Linked DNA regions of Bos taurus: region 2 is linked to region 1. A link is a contact called in public Hi-C data. All regions are on one chromosome and are shown on one strand. The core of a region is the stretch at or near the end of the contact, and the rest is flanking DNA. Distances in the headings are between cores, read along the strand shown.

Evidence for each region. A called contact is a pair of places that touch in the nucleus more often than the background predicts.
Region 2: a Hi-C map of liver shows a contact between it and region 1, with 4 times the contacts expected there. The contact joins two enhancer-like sites. A contact is called at or near these places in 3 of 11 Hi-C or Micro-C datasets (liver, skeletal muscle and an unstated tissue).

The regions. Positions count from the first base shown.
Region 1 is chr9:75,570,000-75,576,193 of ARS-UCD2.0, forward strand. No RefSeq gene overlaps it. Among named protein-coding and RNA genes, the nearest start is that of TNFAIP3, 170 kb to the right of the region's middle. Within about 2 kb of position 2,377, at least 3 of the 102 cell types and tissues checked have an H3K27ac peak or open chromatin away from gene starts, as enhancers often do. A contact at or near this core is called in liver, where this site is marked.
Region 2 is chr9:75,845,843-75,852,036 of ARS-UCD2.0, forward strand. No RefSeq gene overlaps it. Among named protein-coding and RNA genes, the nearest start is that of PERP, 78 kb to the right of the region's middle. Within about 2 kb of position 3,364, at least 14 of the 102 cell types and tissues checked have an H3K27ac peak or open chromatin away from gene starts, as enhancers often do. A contact at or near this core is called in liver, where this site is marked.

The DNA.
Region 1 (6,194 bases), core at 1,127-3,626:
GCCTGCTGATGCATGAGATGAGGATTTGATCCCTGGGTCAGGAAGATTGCCTGGAGGAAGAAATGACAACTCCCTCCAGTATTTTTGTCTGGGAAATCCCATGGACAGAGGAGCCTGGCATCCTACAATCCATGGTATAGCAAAAGAGTGGGACACAACTTAGTGACTAAAGAGCAAAAACTAAAATGATTGCCACTGGGAGGTTTCGGATAGGAGAGAGGTTGGATTTACGTTTAACATGATCAGTCTGGTTGCTGTATACTAGAAAGGAGCAGAGTCGGGGCAGGGAGGTCATTGCAGGGCAGGAGACGATTGCAATGATCCAGGCAGAAGGTGATGGTGGCTCAGACCCAGATGGTGCCAGTAGTGCTGGTAAGACGTGATAAGCCTCTGGATATGATTTGGAAGCAGAGCTAACCGAGTTGGCTATCAGATTAGATGTGAGAACTGAGAAGGGAAGGAATCAGTGGTGAATCCAAGGATTTAAACCTTAGCCACTGGAGGTAGAGATACCATTAACTGTAGGAGGAGAAAATTGGGAGAAGTTAGTATCTTTTTACTGAAGAAGGAACTGAAACTTAAATAGAAAGTGAGTTGTTGGAGCCAAGAATCAACTCAAGTAAGATCATGTTTCCAAGCTCACCTCTCTGTCTCTCAGCCTAAAGCATATTTAAGAAAGAAACAGAAAGGAGTACACAGGGAGAGGGGCTAGACAGGGCTCCCCACCATCCTAGGACCTCCCTGGTGGCTCAGATGGTAAAGCGTCTGCCTACAATGTGGGAGACATGGGTTCAATCCCTGGGTCTGGAAGATCTCCTGGAGAAGGAAACCCACTCCAGGATTCTTGCCTGGAACATCCCATGGACGGAGGAACCTGGAAGATTACAGTCCATGGGGTCGCAAAGAGTGGGACACGACTGAGCAACTTCACTCTCACTTTCACTTTCCCCACCATCCAAAAGCAGAATGCTCCTATGAAAACTTTCATAAGCCAAAATGGCATAAAGTGCAGATGCGATTACCTTAGGACACATCATGCCGATGGATGCACAAAATAAATTGAGATAAAGCACAGGTGCTCACTGACACACTTCATAGCTACGGCAGCTTGATGCTGAGACGCCAAGAGTAGTGTCCAGGGAAGGTGCTTGGAAGTGCCACTCCCATTGCTTACAATGCCCACTGTCTCTACAATGGCTCACTGCAAAACAAACGCTGAATGCTATTTTCACTTTTCGTCGTTTTTCTTAAAAGCAAAAATCCTTGTTGAATTTCTTTCAGTTAGCAAAGACGGGTACCATTGTAGGTCTTTCATAAAAGCAAAGTGGCATAAAATGAACTTCTGAAAAGTGGGGCATACCTGTATACAGAGAGCAGCTTGTTCTGATTGCCATGGGGAATCAAAGATTTCATAGAGGAACACTTACAGCATGGCCTCTAAGGGTGACCAGCTCTGGAGATGGGAGGAGATTCCAGAGAGAAGGTGGCATGCACAGAACTGAGACAGAGAAAATGTAGGGAAAACTCAGAGTCACCAAGTCAGCACATCCGAGGGCTGGGTTACACCATTTCAACCATTTTACTTTAGCTCAACATTTGGCTTAAATATCTTCGGACCTCAATTTCTCTTCCATACAGATCCAGAGCATTATGCAGAATTAGAAAGAGTGAGGTTTTATTTTCCAGGTGAGAGGGAATCGTTCAAACAGATTTTGCTTCCTGTGCTTCTGGGCACTGCTAGTCTGAAACAGCAATTAGAGACAGGTAACTCCTGCTTCCTCAGCGATGGCAAGCAGATATCCCAGGTCAGATGCTGAAATTATTTGTAAACATGAAGGTTATTTGATACCCTGAACTCAGCACTTCTTGGTTTTTATAGTGCACAAGAATCATGCAGAACCAATTCTGATTTCACGAGTCTGAAATGGGGCCAGACTTGAGAGTCTGCACTTCTATCAAATCCCCCAGTGATGCTGCTGCAGCTGTTCTGTGGACCATTTCTGAGGAACCAGACCTCAGCGATTTGTAAAGTGCCCCAAAGCCAAGATTACACAATGGAAAGGCCTAGAAATGAGGACCTTTGGAGTCTAGCCTGGATGTTAAGTAAATATCATCTATCAGACATTTAACTTATTTTGAAGAAGGGAAAGGTATCAAGTTCAGCTAGTGAAACTAGGAAATATTAAATTCAGGAAAACCAGAAGGGCATCTTCAGACGTTAAGAACTTGAGGAGAAAAAGACAAAATGAAGAGGAAGAAATTGCAGAATATTTGCCTCCCTTCTATCTCCAGAGCAAGAAAAGCCACAAATCCACAGGAATAGCAGGAAGAGCCTGCTGGGCTTTGATCACATGGAGCAGAGGGAAAGTTTGACACTGGCCTGGGCATGGGTGACCCCTGCGACCTTTGTGATGGGTGCCACTCCCAAAGTAGGAATGCTGTAAAGGCAAGAACCACTTGAAAATGAAATGAGTGGTAACTAGAGGTGGAAAAGCTTGTTGCCTAGGCAGTTGTTCTTTGAGAAAGTTCCCATAGGTATTTGGGACATGTTTGTGTAGCGAGGGTGAGGTCGTAAGAGGAAGAATTTAATTATGTAAAACGATTTCAGGGCGGTTCAGAGCTTCTGCGTGGCGTGCCCGTGTGACTGTTGTCAGTGACAGCTTCAGGTATGCTGTCAGTAACACTGAGGGATGGAGGAATCCGTGCTGCCTCTTTTGCTGTCTTGTCTTCTGCTATCACCGCACGGAAGGAAATCTACAGCTCCATGGCTCCTGCCACCTGTTACTATGCAACTGTGGGCCATTAACCAAATTTCAGAGTCATTGTCTCATCCACATGGTGAGTGGTTCTCAACACAGACCAGCAGTTACAGGCCTGGACTTGGGAGCCAGACTTCCAAGGTTGCAAGCATCATCCTTTGTAGCTGTGGGCCTTGGAAAGTTATTTACCCTCACTGTGCCTCAGTTTCCTCGTCTCTGCAAATGAAAATATGAGTGGTACTTACCTCAGGTCATTGTTTTGAGGATTAATTGAGTTAAGAGTTGCAAAGTGCTTAGACAGGGCTAACACAGTAAGTAGGATACAGGTATGAGGACTCACAGACCCTTAGAGGTCTATGGACATCTTTTGCAAAGGACCGAAGTATTTTCTACATCTTCACCTTAACTCCAGGTTGTTAGTATTAGTTCATCTTAGGTCATCCGGATAACCACCTCATAACTGAGGACTGACTTGCTATTTCAAGGCTCTCATTGCACGTGAGTGCTGAATGGAGAAAACCTCTTAGGAGTTTTAGTAGAAAAGTGGTGGCAGATGCTAGGCACCTCTCTGCTCACAGCGGAAGCAGCAGGCTGAGTTTTGAGACTTGGTTTGGGGACAACGAGTTCCATTGTCCGTGACAAGTTGATGGTGAGTCTAGACGACACCTTTGCACTACTTGTTTACATAGTTGTGAACACAGAATGAAAACATTTTATTCCCATTTCTGGCAGTAATCAGTCTAAATGCCTGCTTCTTATAGCCAAAATTGCTGCAGTCCAAGCCTATCTTCAAGTGAATCAGACAGCTTTCTAGAATTACAGGAGTCCCACTTTTCCATGGTCTCTCTTTCCTTGGTTTGTTACTCTTGGTCAACCATGGTAGAAAATCTTAAATGAAAACTTTCAAAAAGTAAACAATTCACAAGTTTTAAACTGTACTCCATTCTGAGAAGTGTGCTGAAATCTCGTGCCACTCCCCTCCCTCCTGCCTGAGACGTAAATTATCCCTTTGTCTACTGTACCCCTCTCAAACATATTATTTCCATTTCTATTGATGCATTTCAGAGAAATAAATCCTGTATTAATGTGTAGATTGGCCCATAATATCTTGCTGCTAAATCTTGTGATTTATTTTTGAGAACCCATGAGAGTTTTTCTTTTACTTCCCAAAGAGACATCCATTTTGTATTTCATGAAATGTGCACATGTTATAGATTATAATGACTTGCTTGTTTAGCAAATAATAACTGAGAGCTCAGCATGGACCCAACCCAATGCTAAGTGACCAACCAAAAAAGCTATGGCCCCTGACATCATGGAGATTACAATCTCATGAGAAGCAAGACATAAATATATAAACATATAAACACAAGGATATTCTATGAGGAAGAATTCTATGAGAACAGGGGCAGGAGCATAGGAACTTAATTTAGTATGTAAGTTTAGAAAGGGGCTTCCCTCATGGCTCAGATGGTAAAGAATCTGCCTGCAATGCAGGAGACCTGGGTTTCATCCCTGCGTCAGGAAGATCCCCTGAAGAAGGGAATGGCTTACCTAATCCAGTATTCTTGCCTGGAGAATCCCATAGACATAGTGGCCTGACGGGCTACAGTCCATGGGGTCCCAGAGAGTCAAACACAACTGAGCAGCTAATACTTGAGGGAGTAATATTTGAACTAAGACCTAAAGAATGCTTTCAAAAGTCAAGTGATGGATGGGTGGAAGGATTTCTTGGCAGAATTGAAAGTAAAAGTCTGTTACTCAGTCATAGAGAAGGCTGCAAAATGGAAAAGAACTTGGCATGGTAGAGAAGTAATTGGAGGCTCAACAAGACTAGAGCACAGTGAGAGCTCTCCTTGAGGCTGGGGAGAAGCCAGAACCAGCATGAGTTTGGATTGTATTCTAGGGTCAACTGGAAGTTTTCGGAAGCTTTAAACAATGGGGTGAAATACCACTTTGACTTTTGTATGAAGAATGGATGACCAGGCAGGAGTGGAAAAAAGAGCTTAAAAAGCCACTGCCGTGGTCCAAATAGTGTCACCAGGTTTCAACATTTGCATAGAGAAATGATGATGGCTTGGACTTAGGGAGGGTGGTAAAGAAAAAGGAACTTGATTTGAGATCTGTTTTGAAGGTATAATCTGCAAAACTTTGTTTCTTATTCCATTTTGTAGAGGATAAAGGACTTGTGACACGAAAAGATGGGAGAGGAGGCCAAAAAGGATGTCAAGACAACCTATAGGGGTGGGATGGAGTGGGAGGTGGGGGGAAGGTTCAAGAGGGAGTGGACATATGTATACCTATGGATGATTCATATTGATGTATGGAAGAAACCAACACAATATTATAAAGTAATTATCCTTCAATTAAAAATAAATACATTTTTAGAAAAGAGTGAAAGGTATTGTACAACGAATCACTCTATGGTACAACATTCCCACACAGAAGAACTCACACACCAAACATTAGTGGTAAGTAACAGACCGACTCATGGAAGACGGGATAGCTTCATTAAAAATAGAAGCTTCTGCTGGCAAAAACAGGAAGTAAGGCCATGAGATTTTCTGTAAAACTTACCTAGTTTAATTTGCTGCCATTTAAAATAATTAATGCCCCCTGGTTTTAGAAGTAGAAAAGAAAATTCTCTAGAAACAAATACAAAATCTTAAGGTCTACACAAGCCAGTCTTTTGGTGTCAACTTTCTTAGCATGAAGAGATAGCTATAGTCTCTTGGAGAAGAAAGACCCTTCATTAGAGATGATCTGTGTCTTTTCAGAGGTCTTATTGATTCAGAAAATGACAGAGCTGGGATGGAAAACCTGGGGAACCTAAGATATGAATTCTTAAATGAATTAAGGTATTAATGATCAGAATAGTCCAAACTATCACTTTTCAGCTTCAATAATTGCACCTGGCTGTCTGTGCTCCCAGAATCACTGAAGAATTGTTCCATGCTTTACTTGAACTGTTTGGATGTGGTCAAGGGCTTTGAAACAAAGTCTTTAGAATTTAGACAGATTAATAAGATTATAATTACAGGCATTTCTTCAACAGTCTTTCCTGCCTGAAGACCCTGAAATGATTGAGAAAAACTTTCTACTATAACTGCTGTGCTGTGCTTAGTCGCTCAGTCATGTCCAGCTCTGTGGTACCATGGACTGTAGCCCACCAGGCTCCTATGTCCACAGAATTCTCCAGGCAAGAATATTGGAGTGGGCTGCCATTCCCTTCTCCAGGGGATCTTCCCGATCCAGGGATCAAACCCAGGTCTCTTGTGTTGCAGGCAGATTCTTTATCATCTAAGCCACCAGGGAAGACTTAGTATCAGTTATATGTCACATGACTTTCTAGCTGAAGGTGCCTGCAGGTGAAAACAAAATAAGGCAGTGAGAAGTTGGCCTTGGACATATTGAAGCTCTGTTTATGGAGATGTT
Region 2 (6,194 bases), core at 2,114-4,613, 280 kb after region 1:
CAACTTCCCTTTCACTTTTCACTTTCATGCGTTGGAGAAGGAAATGGCAACCCACTCCAGTGTTCTTGCCTGGAGAATCCCAGGGTCGGGGGAGCCTGGTGGGCTGCCGTCTATGGGGTCGCACAGAGTCAGACACGACTGAAGCGACTTAGCAGCAGCAGCCTTCTCACATCCATCACACACACACACACACACACAGCCATACTGTATCTCTTTAAAATTCTTATCTGATCATATGCCTATCCTTAATGTCCTTCGTTGGCTCCCTTTGTCCTCAGATTACAGTCTGAAATCACCAACATGGATATGTACTGCCCTAGGCCCCTGTGTCCATCTGCATGTGCTGTCTTCTGATTCGAGCGCTGTGCATTCTCTCACTAGGTGGGTTCCCCATTTACATGCACTTGTACTTCTCCTTTTGTAACAATCCTAATGTTGATCATTCATTGTTTCATCTCTGTTTTTCCTGTTACAAGAGGGTAGAAGCTCTGAGGCATTTTTCTTGCTGCATAGTAATGCTCAGGGATATTGATTTAACCTGCCTCTGAATGTGGTTCACAGCAACAGTGAGATAAGATCAGACTTTAGAGTGAGGAAGACTCTAGGGTGCCTTCCAGGGAGAAACAGGCCCACCCAGCAAGGCTGGATGATCTGTGGCTTGTCTAATGGCAGTCCTGGAATCCGAATCCTGTTATCCCGATAAGCAGTTCCAAGAACTCTCTGAGAGGAAAGATGGAGAGATGGCCACTACCTTTGGTATAAACACTGGATGTGATAAGGGTTTGGAGGATGAGTGTAAGTCTGGTCCCTGATGCCTCCCTTAGTGAAAGTGAAGGTGTTCGTTGCTCAGTTGTGTCTGACTCTACAACCTCATGGACTGTAGCCCACCAGACTCCTCTGTCCATGGGATTCTCCAGGCAAGAATACTGGAGTGGGTTGCCATTTCCTACTCCAGGGAATCTTCCCCATGGATGGAACCTGGATCTCCTGCACTGCAGGCAGATTCTTTACCATCTGAGCCACCAGGGAAGTCCCTTAGTGAAAGCATGAGCTTTCACCCTATGCTTTGGGAGTTTACCCTGAGTTCTGTGGTTCTCTTTGTTCAGAAGCTTTCAATGTTCCACTCTATGCCTTTGTGGTTTGGGGAAAGCCATTCAAAGTGATTTTGGCGTGCTCTGAAACAAGGAAAAGGGAAAGAAAACTAATCTTTACATTTCCAGGTTTTATACCCACTCTATAAAACATCTGTTTCTCTCCCTAATTCAAAATGAGGAAATGTAGCCAGAGAACTTAAGCAACAGGGCCTGTGGGGAAACGAGCTCTGAGGACTGTGGTCCCCCAAGGTGCCAGCCTCCATCTCTAGGGAGGGGGTGCGTCAGCCCTGGGAACTGGAGGGAGGAGCTCTTAGGAGACCCTGGGGATGCTGGAGACCTGCCTGTTGTTGATGGTAAATTCAGCCTTGGGAATTAGCTAAAGGCAGAAGTTTCCATCGCCCAGATGTGATGCTGTGATTTCTAATAAGAAATACATCTTTGGCTTTGTCCTGGTTCCTAGCACAGAGCTCCTGAAACTCTTGTAAATTCCTAAGTGGTAAGTACACTAAGGGGGCTTCCCTGGTGTCTCAGACCGTAAAGAATCTGCCTGCAATGCAGACCTGAGTTCGATCCCTGGGTCAGGAAGATCCCCTGAAGAAGGGCATGACTATCCCCTCCAGTATTCTTACAAAGAGTTGGACAAGATTGAGTGACTAACCCTTTCACTTTCAAGAACACTAGGAGCATCTCTTGTGCTAATGAGGAGACTCTGAGAGCACTCCTGGGATGGGGGCTGGTCACCAGAAAGACCAAGTCATGATTAGATGCTCGGCATTTTCAGCCTCATCCTCTCAACCACACCTCTCTAGAAAGAGAAGAGGGCCTGGAAATGGAGTGAAGGTGCCATCATGCCTATATGATGAAGCCTCCAGGAAAATCCCAAAGTAAGGGGTTCAGAGAACTTCCCGGGTGGTGAACACATCCCTGTACCAGCTGGTGATGCATCCCAACTGCACGGGGACAGATGCTCCTGAATCCACGACCCTTCCAGAACTCACCCTATGTAGCACTTCATCAGGCTGCTCATCTGTACCCTTTAACAAACTAGTAAACAGAAGTGTTTCCCTGAGTTCTGTGAGCTGTTCTAGTAAATAATCAAGTCCCAGGGGGAGAAGATCAGGTATGTAGCCGTGAAGCTGTGGAAACCCAATGACCTCCACTTGCATTTGGCTTCGATGTGGGAGAAGGGGAAGTCTGTTGGGACTGAGCCCTTCACCTGTGGGGTCAGACGCTACCTCTAAGTAGACAGTACAGAACTGAGTTAAATCGTAGGACCCCCAGATGGTGTCACAGAAATTGCTCAGTATGGGAAAACCTGATTCCCATTTCATGTCAGAAGTGTGGTGAGAGACACACAGGAAGGAAGATTGGATAGTTTTCTAAGCCACCATCCCAAGCTGGAACCCATCCAGAAATCGAACCACAGTTACGCCAACTGTGTTGGGATTCTAGAAATTCTGTATTATGCCAGTTTTAGTTATCTGTGATCTATTTGTAGTCCTATACATTTGTGATATGCAATTTTGTTGTTGTTCAGTCACCAAGTCATGTCCGACTCTTTGTGACCCCATGGACTGCAGCACGCCAGGCTTCCCTGTCCATCACCATCTCCCAGAGTTTGCCCAAATTCATGTCCATTGAATCGGTGATGCCATCCAACCATCTCATCCTCTGTCACCCCCTTCCCCTCCTGCCTTCAATCTTTCCCAATATCAGGGTCTTTTCCAGTGAACCAGCAGTTTGCATCAGGTGGCCAAAGTATTGGAGCTTCAGTAAGTGTTTTAAAATCAAAAGGACCTGGGGAGCTTTCTTCAGAGATGACTAGGAAGGGAGGGACCCAGGAGGGGGCGCTGGCCTGGCCCTCAGGGGACAGGAAGGGCTGGGAAAGCAGGCTGAGTCACTGCAGGCTGAAATCAAGAAGGAACAAACCAAGGGACCCCAGAGATGTGTGCTTGACAAGAGGCTATAAGCTGAGTAAGAAGTAGAGAATCGGACAAAGTCCTCTGACGGGTGTGGGGCTGGAGAGGGAGGAAGTGGGCCTCACACCTGGGTGGGAACAACTCGTCAACCTGTCAAAACCTATTTCCCATCAAGGGAAGGCTGGCCGCTTCCCAGCTGGCATGGTGAATGGTGTGTACTGATTGTAAAGGGTGAGGGTCAGGCTTGGAGAGCATCTTGGAGAGGGTACTTGTTTCAAGGCCACAGGGACGGACAACCAGAGAAAGTTGCTGCTGTCTGTCACTGGTTCTCTGTGGATTAGTGGTTACCAGCCTGGGCTGTTGGTACAAAGGTAAGTCAGAGTCAGCAAAAGCAATAGACTTTACATCACAGATAAGCCTTGTACTCTTGGTGAAATTATTGCACAATACACTGTACCTGAAACGGAAATGACTTTTGAGGCCCGCCTGTCCCTCCCGGCAGGAAGGAGTGAGAATTGAGCCCCACAACACTCTACCTCCGCTTCCGTAGATAAACTCCCCTGCTCCCACCCTCCATGCTCTTTCTTACACTTGCCTGGCCAAACCCCACCCTGGTTAACCCCACCCTCTATCACTCTGTGCCTGCAGCCCTACCCCCACACAGGGCTGGAAAAAACACTCCACCGTGGCAGCTGGTCTTATTTTAAATTCCTGGCAGCAGATATCTGAGATTCTGCTAGGCCCATCCTAGCCCAAGCAGTTCTGTCATATTTCCCAAGTCAGCTCACTCCTGTGACCTTGTAGATGACGTCACGCATCTTCTCTCCTCTTCAAACTTCCATCACATTCTCCCCCTTCCTGACTCTGCTAAAGTGCGTCCATTTTATGGTGAAAGTTGAAGCAACCAAAAGAGAAATTCCACACCCTGTTATCTCCACATTCACCCAGCCACCCCACCTGCCTCGGTGCTCGAACCATTTGCCTTCCCTCTGTAACTCTGGAGGAGCAGCCCGTGATCATTAGATCAATAAAACCAATTTAGCACATTATGTCCCATCCCTTTTCACCTACTCAAGGACACCATGGCCCACTTGATCTCATGCACCACTCATTTCCCTCCTCTCTTAGCCCAGTCCCAACAGCATACAAACATGCTATAATAGCTCCCATGTCACACACACATCTTCTGAAATCTACTTTCCCCTCCAGTTATTATCCCACTTGTCCCTTTTCTTTTAGAGCAAAATGCCTTAAAGAGTTTTTAATCCTTTGTGATCTCCACTTCCATTCTTCCCATGCTCTCTAGAACCCACTCCAGTCAGACTTCTGCCTGACTCTCCCACTGCAAGAGTTCTGGGCAAAGACAGCAACCGGCACACGGTCAAGCCCCAGGGTCACTGCATAGTCTTTTTTGTCTCATCCATTAGCAGTATCTGTTGTTCCTCTCTCCCTTCTTGAAACACTAACTTCATTTGGCTGGTCAATCATGACTTCCTCTTGGTTTTCCTCTGAATGCACTGGCCTCTTTTTATTGTCCACTGAACTTCATCCTCTCATGAACTCTGGATGTGGGGAGTGCCCCAGGGTGTAGTCCTCTGACCTTTTTTCAGCTCAGACTACATTCACTTCCTCAGCTTTCAGTGTGACTCTGGCCAGCAACTCCTGTACCGACATCTCTAACCAGACTCTCCCCTGAATTCCAGGATCCGGAATCTATCTGCTGGACACCTCTGATAACCCATGGACAGTGCTTCAGCAGTTGGCCTCCAGAATCTATTTGTGATGGAAGCCTAGCCCTTCCACTTAGCAGATGCAGGAACAGAAAAGTGTTGACGTATTAAGTGTGACTGCTGGTCTTGAAAAGGCTTCTTCGTGAGGTTGATCCTTGGTTGGTATCTAGCAACCTGGATTTTGAGATTGTTTACTCCATTTCCCAAATTGATAAGAGTGCCTCCTGTCCCTGAACTGGGCAAGCAGTACAGTTAATGCTGAATATCTGCTTTCCTTCTGGGAGCCTGGAATTTGTACACATGCTGGGCAGAGATCATCTATACGACCAGCCTCCAATAAGTATCCAGGCACTGAGTCACTAATGAGCTTCCCTGGGAGTCACTTCACATGTGTTTTCACCACTCATTGTTGGGGACATTAAGTGCATCCTGGGTGACTGTACCAGGAGGGGACTCTCGGAAGCTTGTGTCTGGTTTCCCCTCAACTTTGTCCTCTGTGCCTTTTTCCTTTGCTTATTTTACTTGGTATCTTTTCACTATAATGGATCACAGCCATGAGCATGACTGCATGCTGAGTCCTGTAAGTCGTCCTAGCAAATCACTCAACCTGGGGTAGGTCTCAGGGATGCCCAACATACATATGTCTCTGAACTAGTCACTTCATCTTCTTGTGCTTTGGTTTCCTCATCTGTAAAGTGGGAATAATAATAGCATCCAATCCCAGGGACAGAGGAGCCTGGTGGGCTGCCATCTATGAGGTCACATAGAGTTGGACACGACTGAAGCGACTTAGCAGCAGCATGTGAGGTTTATACAAGTGAATACACATAAAGAACTTAAAACAGTGTCTGACTGATGGTAAACACAAATATTATGTCATCTCAAACATAAGTATCTAAGAATGTACAGTTAGGTAAGATGAGAGCCAGGGTAAGAAGCTGAATATCTCTGATTTTTTGGTTTTACTGTGGACATTATGCTCCTGTCATGTCTCAAACATTTAAATTACACTGGACTCCATATGCATTCAGCTATCTGGAATAATTCAATTCTGTAAGCCATCTGTTGGTTTACCTATAGAGACAGTGATTAGAAGTTCATCACTCAGTTTGTTTTCTTGAATAGTCATATAAATACATATGACAAATTCAATCTGTAAGAATATGATTGCAAGACATTTAATGGACTATAATCTATTTTTATCCAGGAGGGCACTGTGCTGTGGACAAACTCAGAGATCGCTATTCGAGAGGTGACACTTCTACAACAGAGTCTTTCGTGTTTCTCCCTAAGCGTTTATGAAGGCTGCCCTGTGCCAAGCTCTATAAGGTACGACGTTGCTGTTGTTCAGTTGCTCAGTGGTGTCCGACTCTTTTCAGCCCCGTGGACTGCAGCACGCCAGCCCTCCCTGTCCTTCACCATTTCCCCGAGCTTGCTCAAACTCATGTCCA